Regions from separate parts of the Mus musculus genome. Here all the other regions are linked to region 3. A link is a contact called in public Hi-C and promoter capture Hi-C data. All regions are on one chromosome and are shown on one strand. The core of a region is the stretch at or near the end of the contact, and the rest is flanking DNA. Distances in the headings are between cores, read along the strand shown. Region 1 holds the start of Ezhip (EZH inhibitory protein). Region 2 has its middle 24 kb from the start of Gm46685. Region 3 holds the start of Clcn5 (chloride channel, voltage-sensitive 5).

The links. Promoter capture Hi-C pulls out the DNA fragments that hold promoters and counts their contacts. A called contact is a pair of places that touch in the nucleus more often than the background predicts.
Region 1: a promoter capture Hi-C map of hippocampal neurons shows a contact between it and region 3, with 2.5 times the contacts expected there. The contact joins the promoter of Ezhip here to the promoter of Clcn5 in region 3. A contact is called at or near these places in 2 of 39 promoter capture datasets (embryonic stem cells and hippocampal neurons).
Region 2: a Hi-C map of ventral hippocampal neurons shows a contact between it and region 3, with 2.6 times the contacts expected there. The contact joins the enhancer-like site here to the promoter of Clcn5 in region 3. A contact is called at or near these places in 5 of 39 promoter capture datasets (the 3T3-L1 cell line, cranial neural crest, hippocampal neurons and 1 more), 5 of 484 Hi-C or Micro-C datasets (cerebral cortex, cortical neurons, palatal mesenchyme and 1 more) and 3 of 115 datasets of contacts at active chromatin or transcription factors (astrocytes, embryonic forebrain and embryonic limb bud).

Annotation. Positions count from the first base shown.
Region 1 is chrX:6,081,287-6,085,506 of GRCm38.p6, reverse strand. It overlaps Ezhip (EZH inhibitory protein), which reads left to right and starts at 2,087. Exons shown (of 2, transcript NM_001033211.3): 1 at 2,087-2,368; 2 at 2,732-4,220. The coding sequence starts at 2,185. The coding sequence ends at 3,954. The region is part of intron 1 of Gm26618 (a long non-coding RNA gene); the gene reads left to right.
Region 2 is chrX:6,257,297-6,261,667 of GRCm38.p6, reverse strand. No RefSeq gene overlaps it. Among named protein-coding and RNA genes, the nearest start is that of Gm46685, 24 kb to the right of the region's middle. Within about 2 kb of position 3,002, at least 21 of the 459 cell types and tissues checked have an H3K27ac peak or open chromatin away from gene starts, as enhancers often do. A contact at or near this core is called in ventral hippocampal neurons, where this site is marked.
Region 3 is chrX:7,316,250-7,320,806 of GRCm38.p6, reverse strand. It overlaps Clcn5 (chloride channel, voltage-sensitive 5), which reads left to right and starts at 1,449. Exons shown (of 14, transcript NM_001243762.1): 1 at 1,449-1,701; 2 at 3,984-4,148. The coding sequence starts at 4,133.

The DNA of each region.
Region 1 (4,220 bases), core at 838-3,337, 1.2 Mb after region 3:
GTGCAGGCTTTACATTTTTTACAAATACTTTTTCTTTTAAAGTTGGATAATCTTGTTCCAAAAAAACCTGATAAATGTATGTTGTAGGCAGTATTCTACTGCTGTGAAGAGACACCATGACCACAAGAATTCTTTTAAAGGAAAGCATTTATTTGGGGCTTGTATATAATTTCAGAGATTTAGTCCATTGTTAGATTGGTGGCAAGCATGCAGGCAGATGTACTGATGCAGAAGTAGCTAAGAGTTCTACATCTGGATCCCCAGGCAGCAAGAAGAAAGAGACACTAGGCCTCACTAAAAGCCCACCCACCGTCAGAGACACACTTCTAAAAAGGACCAGGCAACAAGCCCACAGGCAGCACCTGCACCTGCACGTGCGTGTGTGTGAGTGTGAGTGTATGTGTGTGTGTGTGTGCATTGTCTGCTATTTTAAAATCTGTATTAAATGATTCCAGGACCCAACCAGTCCTATTTTGATTTACTATTTTAATATTTCACTTGACACTATATTTCCCTCATTTTTCAGATGCAGTATTTTTCTTTCATGTATTAGGTGCTTTCTGCTCCATTCTGGTTTTGTCCATTATATTCAATTGTCCAGATCAGAAGGTCTGAGTATGCCTTTCCTTCCCCATTTCATTCTAGTGTGTACCCAGTTTCAATTTCATCGCATTCTGCGCTCTGTTTCAAATCCATTTGCCATTCCACCTTATTAGACACACTAAACAGCATTCTATTCTATTTTTGTGTCCAAGTCCAGTTGCTAATCCATTCTTTTAAGTGTCCCATTTGTTTCTGCTAAAATTATAAATGTGCATAGGCTTATACCAGGAATTTCTTCCTCAGGATTTATTCACAATAAAGACATATTTGAGTTTATAAGCAATCTTTAGTGAGTATGGTGATGTATATCTCACACTGATATGAAAAAATAGAGAGAGCATACATATTGGTCAGTATAAAAATTTTGAAAACATGTTTCCTCCCTAAATACTTCATTGTTGAACAGGGTCTCATGCAGCCCAGGGTGATCTTCAAATTGAAATCCTCCTCTCACCCTTCCCTAGAACAACAATCACCGGTGTGAGATATCGCACCCAGATCTTTGTCATCATGTATTCATTGACATGGAAAATGTATTTTCTGGATACCCCCAAACAATTTACAAACAATACTTATGCATGAATAATTCTATTTTCATAAAACTAAGAAATATGTATAAATGTCCAGTCTACAAAGATATAATTGATCTTTCCCAGTATTAGATTGTAGGCATGAGAAAATTTAGGTGCTGGTTTTGGTACATTTATTTTTCTGTTTCGGGTTACGAAAAACAATAGTCCTGGTGTAGTAATTTAAAATGTGTATAAATATTAAACTTTAAAATCCGTGTGGAGAAAAAAAAAAACTAGAAGAGGAGCTCAAGTCAGTTAATTCATCAACTGAATCTTAGGCGGTCTGACCTGTACCTTGGTGCAAGACAAAGAAAAGCATCTTACACGAAAATTGTAAAACTCGGCCCGGTGTTTGGGACCTGACATTCCTTGCCGAACATTTTAAATCCAAGACAATGTACTTCAGCATCGCCTTTGAAATCCTTTACCTCTCAGCAAACTTAAACTCTACCAGACTCCTTAGCGGGGTCACCTGGTTACTTAAAGGGGAGCAGTAAGGTCATACATGGCTTAGGAGATGGAACATGGTTGGCATGTGGTAAGTCTCTAAAGTGATTCCCGGACCAATCACAAAACGTCAAAACTCAGGATGTTGCCGGTAATTCCTGTAGATGTTCCGAATTAGGTCAGGGTGGAAGGATTGTGAAATTCAGACTATTGACCTTGGGAAGTGATGGGGGTGGATGCAGGTGCAGTGGGAGCGGCAGAACACACCAGAAACCACTAGAAGTTTCCCTGGCCTCCTCCGGCTCAGCAGGATGCATTGCCAGGTGGAGGGAGGTTCAGCTGGAAAACTAGGAAGTTGGCGAGGGTAGCAACAGATTACTCAGAGCTGACCAATCAGAGGCCAGAATTTGGCCAATCCCAGCCAGGCTCCCATTTTATCTGGCCAGCCCTCTGCGCTCCTCCACTGTATGTGGTCACTACCCAGCATCCTCGCTGGCTCTCAGGAAGCCATTTGAGCGTGCAAAGCCGAGCGAAGCATTTCTCCAGACGCTGTTGGACCGACATGGCCAGCTCTTCGTCTCCAGAGAGGGGGCTGGAGGCGCTCAGAGACACTGACGAGTCCGAAGGTGAAGCTCCGGGGCCTTCGGGGCCCAGAGGCCGAGGTGGTCCCTCGGGGGCAGGCAGCGCGCTGCGTCTCCGGAGCCTCGAAGCCGAAATGGCGGCGGCCTGCGTCACCTCCACGGCCGGTGAGGACCTGGGGACATTTTCTGAGCCTGGGAGTCAACATGGCGACCCTGAGGGTGGCGGTGGCCCAGACCTAGAACTTGGACATGCAAGGCCCATGATGAGAAGCCAGAGAGAGCTCGGCCTGACCCCGAAAGGCGGCGGGAAAGCCGACCAAGGCGGGAAAGGCAGGAAAGGCGGCAGCGGCTCCCCGCCTCACACCAAGAGCAGTAGAAAGAGGGAGCAGCCCAACCCCAACCGGAGCCTAATGGCCCAAGGTGCAGCCGGGCCTCCGCTTCCCGGAGCTCGAGGGTCTCCTGCTATGCCCCAGCCAGAGTCTTCTCTGAGCCCTAGGCCTGACCAAAGCCACCATTTTGATTTTCCAGTGGGGAACCTAGAAGCCCCGGGGCCTACCCTCAGGAGCTCCACCTCACAGGGCTCGGGGTCTACTCCAGTCCCCGAGGCCCTCCGCTGTGCCGAGTCCAGCCGTGCCGAGAGTGACCAGTCCAGCCCTGCTGGCCGAGAACTGCGTCAACAGGCCAGTCCACGGGCTCCCGATGATGATGATGACGGTGATGGTGGTCCTGATCCCAGAGGCAGCGGGACCCCCGAAGGCTGGGTCCTCCGTTCCGGAGTTGTACCTTTCGGTCGTAGGAGCAGTGCATCGGAGGTCAGCCCCGAAGAGGTTCGCCCCGAAGCCCAGTGCACAGGCTGGAATTTACGTCCTCGTCCTCGGAGCAGTGCATCAGCGGTCAGCCCTGAAGCTCGCCCCAAAGCCCAGAGCGCAGGCAGGAATTTACGTCCTCGTCCTCGGAGCAGTGCATCAGTGGTCAGCCCTGAAGCTCGCCCCAAAGCCCAGAGCGCAGGCAGGAATTTACGTCCTCGTCCTCGGAGCAGTGCATCAGTGGTCAGCCCCGAAGCTCGCCCGGAAGCCCAGAGCGCAGGCAGGAATTTACGTCCTCGGGCCACTCCACGAGTTCCTGTTGCTCCCAGCAGTACCACGAGGTCCAGTTCTGATAGAGGCAGCAGCCGTGCCCCACGGAGCCGGAGCCGAAGCCGCAGCTGCAGTACACCCAGGCTCGGCTCTGACCATCAACGGAGCCGTAAAATAAAGATGAGGCTGGATCTGCAAGTGGACCGTGAGCCGGAATCGGAGGCAGAGCAAGAAGAGCAAGAGCTGGAGTCAGAACCTGGCCCTAGCAGCCGGCCGCAAGCGAGCCGTTCCTCCTCTAGGTTTGCAGTCCCAGGGAGATCCTCTCTAGCAGCCGAAGACTCTCCTCCAAGGCGCCCAGTTCGTATGCGAGCCTCTTCCCCTTCTCCTCCTGGTAGGCTCTATCCTTTGCCCAAGCACTATTTTGAAGGTGTCCATTCTCCCTCCTCATCTTCCAGTGAGTCCTCCAGTGTTTCAAGTTCCCATTCTCCCCTCAATAAGGCACCAGATCCAGGCTCCTCACCTCCATTAAGCTCTCTCTCTGGTCCTAATCCCTTTTGGCTTGCCTTGATAGCTGACCTGGATAACCTTGATTCTTCCTCTCCCAGAGTGCCAGGGGAAGAAATAGAGGCAGCCCCTCACACTCGTGAAGAGGAAGATAAGAAGTGTAGGGGATGACCCTTACTGCCATACTCTGCCCTTGCTGTAATTCATTGTGAGGGTTCTCCCAGGTGCAGAAAAGGAATTGGCACGTATCCCCTGTTGGTTGTGTGATTATCTCTGAGGTTTCTAGGGTTCTACCTACTCACCAGTAGTCTGGGAAGTTTGAAGTTACCTGTTCCCCTCACCCCAACTATCTAGCATTTATAAGGACTTTGGTTCCATTCAGTACCCCCTTTTATCTTTAAAACAGCCTGTATTGTTTGCTGTTGGGTTTGGGTGGG
Region 2 (4,371 bases), core at 1,753-4,252, 1.1 Mb after region 3:
ATGGGATTATGCTGCCACCTGGTGGCCACACTGCTGAAATGCCAGATAGAAGCCACAGCCTTATGTTTGGGTTGACAAAGTACATCCCCAGTACAGGAAGTCATCTTTAATGTGGGATTCCCTTTTACCCATAGAAATAAGGAAAACATTTTAAAGTTTTAGTTCAGGATATATTCAAAATGTGTCCTTTCCTATAGATTAGTTTTTGGACCACAAGTCAGATGTAGTCTCTTGAAGAAGTCTTTCTAAGAGCAGTCAGCACTTTCTTAACCTGAGTGGCCTTGATATAGTGTGTATGCCATTAACATGTGTAGAGAGTGGAGGAGGCCCTGAGTGAATGTGTGTTGTTGACATGAGTACAGTCACATCAAGTACCCCAATGCCATAAGCCCAAGAAAATTGGCAAAACCTTCCTTGTGTCAGGCTCAGGGGCATGGAAAAACCTGTCTTTTTTTTTTTTTTTTACATTTTTTATTAGATATTTTTTCTTCATTTACATTTCAAATGTTATCCCGAAAGTCCCCTATACCCTCTCCACACCCTGCTTCCCTACCCACCCACTCCCACTTCTTGGCCCTGGTGTTCCCCTGTACTGGGGCATATAAAGTTTGCGAGACCAAGGGGCCTCTCTTCCCAGTGATGGCCGACTAGGCCATCTTCTGCTACATATGCAGCTAGACACATGAGTTCTGGGGTACTGGTTAGTTCATAATGTTGTTCCACCTATAGGGTTGCAGACCCCTTTAGCTCCTTGGGTACTTTCTCTAGCTCCTCCATTGGGGGCCCTGTGTTCCATCCAATAGCTGACTGTGAGCATCCACTTCTGTGTTTGCTAGGCCCTGGCATAGCCTCACAAGAGACAGCTATATCAGGGTCCTTTCAGCAAAATCTTGCTGGAATATGCAATAGTGTCTGGGCTTTGTGGCAGTTTATGGGATGGATCCCCCGGTGGAAAAGTCTAGGGATGGTCCATCCTTTCGCCTCAGCTCCAAACTTTGTCTCTGTAACTCCTTCCATGGGTATTTTGTTCCCTGTTCTAAGGAGGAATGAAGTATCCGTGCATTGGTCTTCCTTCTTCTTGATTTTCTTGTGTTTTGCAAATTGTATCTTGAGTATTCTAAGTTTCTGGGCTAATATCCACTTATCAGTGAGTGCATTTCAAGTGAATTCTTTTGTGAATGTGTTACCTCACTCAGGATGATGCCCTCCAGGTCCATCCATTTGCCTAGGAATTTCATAAATTCATTCTTTTTAATAGCTGAGTAGTACTCCATTGTGTAAATGTACCACATTTTCTGTATCCATTCCTCTGTTGAGGGGCATCTGGGTTCTTTCCAGCGTATGGCTATTATAAATAAGGCTGCTATGAACATAGTGGAGCATGTGTCCTTCTTACCGGTTGGGACATCTTCTGGATATATGCCCAGGAGAGGTATTGCTGGATCTTCCGGTAGTACTATGTCCAATTTTCTGAGGAACCTCCAGACTGATTTCCAGAGTGGTTGTACAAGCTTGCAATCCCACCAACAATGGAGGAGTGTTCCTCTTTGTCCACATCCTCGCCAGTATCTGCTGTCACCTGAATTTTTGATCTTAGCCATTCTGACTGGTGTGAGGTGGAATCTCAGGGTTGTTTTGATGGCAAAACCTTTCTAAAAGGTGGATCTGCGAATATTGACCATGTTAGCAGAGACTTTCATCTCAGTTTCCTCCTCTAGGATGACTGCAGCCTGAGGTCCTAACAGAGATCTCCTATGGAGATTGGCTAAAGGCACCTCCCTTTTCAATGGCGTAAGATAAACCCGCCTCCTGAATTCACATTCATAGTCAATGGGCAGAGTTTGCGTGTTACTGCTGCAGATGGTGCTCTACATTCAGCCCCATGTCCCCATACACACACAATCAAAAAACAAAGCATAGAAAACATCTCATTATGGAAGCTGTAGTATGTCAAAGTGTGTCCCAGAGTATATCCCTCTGTCCACACATCTTCACTTGCAAATGTTCATTGCAATGAGTCTTCTGTGACATCCTCATCAGGACTCCCCCTGGTTATCTTGTTGTTGCCCTGTGTCATGGAGATCCTGCAGCTTTGGATGAACAGGACTGGCCCTTCATATGTCCCAGCAGTTCTTAGATTATATAGATTTGGGGGTGGGCCAACTCAGAGCCCTCAGTTTGGGTCTGGGTGATAACTGGGTGGTCAGGGTGTCAGATCCCAGAGAATCCTAAGTTACCTCTGACAAATCTTATTTATTTATTTATTAGCATTTAGACAGGATCTCACTATAGAATCATGCTGGTCTGGAACTCACTATGTAGACCAGGCTGATTGCCTTAAATTCACAAAGATCCACTTGTCTGTGACTCAAGTGTGTTGATATTAGGGGCGAGTGACATCACAACCATAGACTCTACCTTTTAATGCCATCTCATCAGTGAGTTGAACATCAACTGTGGACTGTGAAAGATCATGAATACTCTGTCTATAATACTCCATTGCATGCACCAAGACTGTCTCATGTACCAGCATTCTGGGTTCTGGGTAAGTATTGCCTTTGTACCCCATAGCATTCCAGTGTCTGAAGGTGCTTGCTGTTCTCAGGAGCCAGGTATGGATTCTTTGTCCACCCTCAATTCTTCTCCTCTGGGACAGGGGAATACTGGTGGGTGAGATGGTGACATATCAGAGACAGACACCTGAGAACAACAGAATATGAAGGAGTACTGGAAAGAGTGCAGTTGTGTGAGTGAGTTGTAACTGAAAAGCAAGGGCTGGGAGGAGGATGTCTCTTCAGATACAGTGGTGCAGATCACTGGCATCCCAGTTCATCCATCCTGGCTTCAGTTACTCCCCTGTCCTTATCGGGGTAGGGTTCCTGCTGATCTCTGACACAGTAGAGGGTGTTCAGGAAATCATACATCCTATTGTTCACTGTAGTAGCCTGATTGTTGGCAACTGCAGAGCTGTCACTATGGCTACCAGGAGATTATTTTCTATTAGGAGAACAGTGACTCATGCGTGAGTAGTGAATACTGTAGCTGTCAGTGGGGACATCATGTTTCATATGGGAACGCTGGCAGTCAAGATTTGCCTCTGGGATCCGGATATTGCTGTCTAGCTAACAAGCTGTCATAGGCTGGTGTACACAGAATAGACAAATATATAGTGAACTGTGAACAGTGTTGTTCACATGAGTGAAGGACCCCAGGAAGATCTCAAGTTCTGGGGCATTAATGCTGTCTTGGTAAATTAGGAATCCAGTGCTAGGACTGGATCACAGATTCTCCTAACAGACTGTAGTGAAACACTTGCTTTCATCCTTTGGACAGTAGTTGAGTAGTCAGTGATGATACTGCAGTAGAGCAAAAATATGTCCTACATTTTGGATAAGGGTTTCCAGTGATATTGCAGGATGAAATGGAGGTTTATGGAAATGAGCACACAGGCTAAGGCCATTGGAAAATGCAGAGAATACACAATGGAAAACATAATACCAATAGCTAAAGCAATGGGGTTAAACTGTGGTAGTATCAGTGAATGAAGATGTGAAGGGGGAAATAGCTGTTATGTGGCAAGACTTTTCCTGGGAGACACCACATGTGTCTTTATACTCCAGATAGGAATCCTGTATCAGACCAAAGTAGGAATAGTACCAAAGTCCAACCTGGCTTAGCTATGAATTTATTGGGGTTACTTACATGAATATGGGTGAGGGGTTCCTTACAGGAGCAAAAATGTCTAAAACATACAGCTGCTTTCACAAATCACAGTCCACCAGACTTCTCACAAAAGTGGGGGGTGGATACCCGAGAACACTTCCAGCCTACAGGCAGCTCAAAGACTTGGAGACTGTCCTTTCCAAGTGACTCGGTTGGTCTAAACATCTTCCTGACAGCTTGGCTGATCTAGCTTCTTCTGGGCAGTTGGTCTGGTTTCAGAGTCTTCTTTGCTGGTAGGTTGTCTGAAAGCCACTCACATCAGTCTTTTTGTTATACTTTTGGGAGGGAGGGAGGGAGGGAGGGAGAGGCCTAGTGAATCTGGCCAGTTTCAGGAACTTCCTCTTATTATTTGGGGTTATTTATCTTCTGGTTTTAACTCCACTGCAGGATGGAATGTTCCAATATTTGAGGAAACTGCTATACAAAAAGATCCGAGACATGTTTGGATTGAGGCATGAACCAAAGATACAGACCACACAGAAGCTAGAAGGACAAGTAGGTAGTGACGTGGGAGATTGGCTAGATGGTTGTCTTCTGAAGTGTTTTAGAGCTAAGGCAAAAGAGGGGAAAGGGAAATTTGGAGCAGGATGTGGAGAGCAAGAGAAGGGCAGGGATACTTGCCACGCAGCTGGCGATAGGTATCTGTCT
Region 3 (4,557 bases), core at 200-2,699:
ACTGTCCTTTGTCCACAAGGTCACTGACTCCTGAACAAGACCAAGCCACCAACATTCCTACAGAGATGGGAGAGGTGATATCCAGACTCTATTTCTTACTGAGATTCCATTGGTAGTTGATAGCTTCCCACCTGGGGAGAGAGAATTGCTCTTCTTTGAGGGTGTGACCTCTGGTAGGTTTTTCCTGGTCTGTCGAATGGTCCCACACTCTTGCAAATATGGGCAGCACTAACTGGATTTATTGGGTTACTAACACAAGAAATTTGAAATTATGAGGGGAGGTGTTGGGGGAAATATGGATTTCTTGGGGAGAATTGGAGGGAGCAAATGGAAGCGTATAAGATTATAGTTTATTGTATACTTGTATAAACTTCTCAAAGAAAAAAAAAGTCTACGGGTGTGGCACAGGTCTACAATCCCAGCGCTTGGGAGGCAGAAGCAGCTGAGTATCTGTGATCCCAAGGCCAGTTTAGTTTACATGGTGAGTTTCAGGCATCCAAGGCTAAATAGTGAGTCCCTGTTGCAAGAAAAAAAAATACTATTTACTACAGTGGATTTTGAATTTGAATACTTGGCTTCTAGGTAGATTACTTGTGTTGATGATGTGGATTCCAATCTTAGTTCTTGCAATAAATTAATAGCTGCACTCCATTTGTATAACCTGTTCATTCCTCACAAGGATAGGATAGTTCTTCTAATTATTCGGAATGGCTTTGGAGACAGAGAGACCTCAGTTGGAATCTGAGCTTTATTTTGTGTTTTGTTTGTCTGTTTTTGAGACAGCATCCTGCCTTCAAACTTACAATATAGCCTAGGATGACCTCGCATCGATTCTCCTGCCTTCAACCTCAAAGAATCGGGATTAGAAGTATATGTCACCTTGAGTTTTCGCTTGACAATGATTAAATTGGCAATAATACCTATAAGTAACTGCAGTATAGATTTCCCTGTGTTGGATTAAATTGGCCCCTGCAAGCACTACTGTATTTGATCACTATTCTTATTGCTACTACAGTGTGAGATTGGAAAAGCTATGTAACCTTTCTGAGCCTCTGTATTTTTATGAGGGAAAACGGATAATGACACACTCTTCATGAGTTCTTGTGAGCATTAAATGAAACGAATAAAGTATATTAGCCAGAACAATGCCTGGCATAAGGGAGGCTTAAATTTGTGGTCTGATGTCCGCTGTGGGCAAGATACTCAGGATAAACAGTTTGTTCTAAAGACAAAAGCAAAACCAAGGTAGGCAATCTGCAAACAATGAAACCGAAGGGAGCATTGCTTTTTTTTTCCCCCAAATGCAACTGACACGCCCCGCATTTGGGTTGGATCCGCCCAGTCCTCATTAAATATGGCTGCAAGCCCGACTACCCTATTGCGGTTGCGCATGCCGAAGCTCCTCCCAGCTGCTGCTTCTCGGTGGCGCTTTCCCCCCTGGCCGGCCCGAGGTGCCTGGAGCGGGCCCTCCGTGGCGCGCATGCGCAGACGCCGTCTTGGCAGAGCTAATACTCCAAGGCGCCTGTCACATGAGCCTCGCTCCCGCTCCGCTCCCCCTCCTCCCGGCTGGGCTGTGTGAATGAAGCTCTGCCGGCTACGTGGGGCGCTAGCTCTACTCGCCGTGTGGAACGCCAGAGCCGACTGAGCGCGCTGCCCACCGCCGGTGGACACGGGCTCCGCCGCGCCGGACCTCGGTGACAGGTAAAGGCAAATGGGCTTCCCTTCCCCAACAGGTCCTTCCCGGCTCACCGGCCGCCGGCCCACCCGAGGAGCCCCCCGGTACGGCGAGCAGGGAAGAACGCTCGCCTGCCACCGCGGTCCCCGGAGCTGGCGTTCCCTCTGCCCGGCCGCCACTGAAGGAGGTGGTGGACAGCCTGGTTCCTGCCAGAGCGGGGCGGCATCTCCTCGGCAGCCCAGCCCTGTTCTGGGGAGCAGGGTCCCCAGGCTGCCGATCGAAGTTTCCTTGCCAAGCGGCGCCAAGCCCACCCAGCTTTGAAAGCGGGGAGCTTGGCTGCCCGCGTCGCTTCTCCAGAGGACAGGGCTGGGGCGGCGTTCGCTGGGAAAGCGCAGCCGAGGCCAGGTTCGGCTTGCTCCTGCTTTGGACCCGCCACAGGTTTCTAGGGCTTCTTAGCGAAGTGCAGTCCAGACGGTCTGGGCGAAGAAGTTGGTGTGCGTTTTCGCCCTTTGCCGCCCAATGCGCTTAAGCTGCTGCTTCCAGAGGTTGGAGCCCCGCGCTCCAGCTCCTTTCCAAGTAATGGAAAGAAAGCTTTAGCTTTAGCTTAACTTTGACGTGCTTTTTACCTTTATGAACGTTTCAGAACAAATCAGTTGACTGAAGTTGGACGGGTGGCCCTGTGATAACGTCAGTGGAAGCTGCGCCGAGTAAATGAGGGGAAAGCCAGAAGGTGAAGCATTAAAAACCAGTGAGACTCCCCTTTACACATACTTCATAAATGTATTAGTAATTTCCCGGGTTGAATTTCAGAGCTGTTAAATTTCCCCTTGTTCCACGACGTGCTGATCAGTAAGTACTTCTTAACAGTAAAATAGGAGGGGGATGGGGAGTCGACTTAAACTGAGCCATGTTCCAGGTAAACTCATTGGAGCACTTTTCCCTGGTGAATTCATCCTTAGAGTTTAAGCTCTCTTTTTCTTGGATTTCAGGAGCCTCTCCTCATCCAAAGCCCAGTCTTTGTTGGAGTTTTGAGGACTGGCGCACACACGAACCCTTTTTGTTCTTTAAAGAAAAAGAGGTCATTAAAGAGGGCCAACACTATTCTCCAACTAGTATTAGCCTTAAGCGTTTGGGCTTTAGCTTTCCCACTTCAGAGTTGCACACGTTGGTTATGTAAAAATCAATGGAAGTAGGAATTCACCTCAGGACAAAAAGGTGAGGGCCTTTCTGGAAAAAAATACAAATTAGCTTTTATGCCCAATGAGGGAAATAAATTATTAAAAAACTTGTTTAAATGTACTGGGTGCTTAATATATGAAACTTCCAAACCAAACTAAGACACCCCCTCCCAAACTGGTAATCACACCCGTTAATTTTTCCTTTGCTTTCTAACTCCTGTCATATAACTGGAAACTATTGTTTTGAGACTGAATTTAAAAATTCCAAATTGATCAATACCGTTGTGTGTGTGTGTGTGTGTATGTGTGTGTGTGTGTGTGTGTGTGTGTGCGCGCACGCATGCTCATGGGTGGGAGCTTAGCTTTATATAGTCACTTCTTTCTTCCCATCTTTACTGGAATTCTTGGGATTGAAGTCAGCCTTGAGCGCCAAGCTCTTTTTAACTGAGGAGCCTTCTCAACAGCTTTGGGTTTGAAAATGCATCTCTGGGAGTTAGCTAACTTACTTTGATTGTATTAATATTAATATTCTAGTTTTATGTTTTTCTTTGTCCTTGACTCATTCCCTCATTATACAAACAATAGAATATGTTCACGATAGGAATTTTGCAAAACGAGGAAAGTATAAAATAAAGTGGAACGGAAGAGCCAGTCCCCCCCTCCCCAAACTGGTATCATCGCTTCTTACTTTTTATTACGCTCCCTTTTTTGTCTGTAAGGTTTATTTTAATACTTTATTCACAGAGTCTTCTGTGTTTTCTACTGAGGTGTTCATGTAACACTGCACCTTTATGGACAGAGGAAGAATTCATGCACCGGAGTGTGGAACTTTAAGATAGGCTATCACAATTCACCTCAACCAACCCTTTACTCAACCCAGGATGAGTGTCCAGCCCCATTTACAGCTCCAACCCCAGTGATTCACACAGGATCCTACAGTAGTGAATGACAGTGTTAACTGATGGTAGAGCTCCACTCTCTCACCAGCAATACCTCACTGCTGCGAAGGGGGGAAACTTGACGCTGCTTATGTATGCTGTCTTTGAAAGAGAGGTTGCGGGGGCAGGGGCTCAGTTTCAAGAATTTGAAATTGTTCTCTTGCAATTTTTATTCTTCTGTTTTATTTTCAGGTTTGGGGCCTTAGAATCTTGCAGAAAGCAGAATCACACACTTGCATCTCCATCTATACCCTCCTTTAAGTCCCCCTCCAAAACTTGGGGGGGGGAGCACTGGAAAGCTCTGAGCCTGTGACCCCAGTGTGGGAGAAGATAGGTACAAGATGGCCATGTGGCAGGGTAAGAAATTAACACTTATTCCTCTAACTGGTTTTTCCTCCTGCTGTCTTCCACCCCCACCCCACCCCCAGTGCCAGTAGCTGCCAGGCAGCTGTTTCTTTAATTTAACCCTTTCTTTACCAGGGTGGTGCACATTCATTTAAGAGAAGCTAGAATATTCAAATGATTCTCAAGTGGATGTTAGTGGGAAGCATTGAGAAGAATTTCCTTCAATTAAATATGTATTTCTGGGGATTATTTGTGAGGGGATGATCCATTTCCCCCCTATTTGTGGTTTTCATTTGTTTCAATCAAATTCATTTTGTAAGATTCTTGGAAATCGGGGGAGACACACTTTGCTGCCTCTCAAGCTTCCTCTTGTCAATGAAGACTTTTGTGGGCGGGGCGGGGGCGGGAGCGGGGCGTGGCA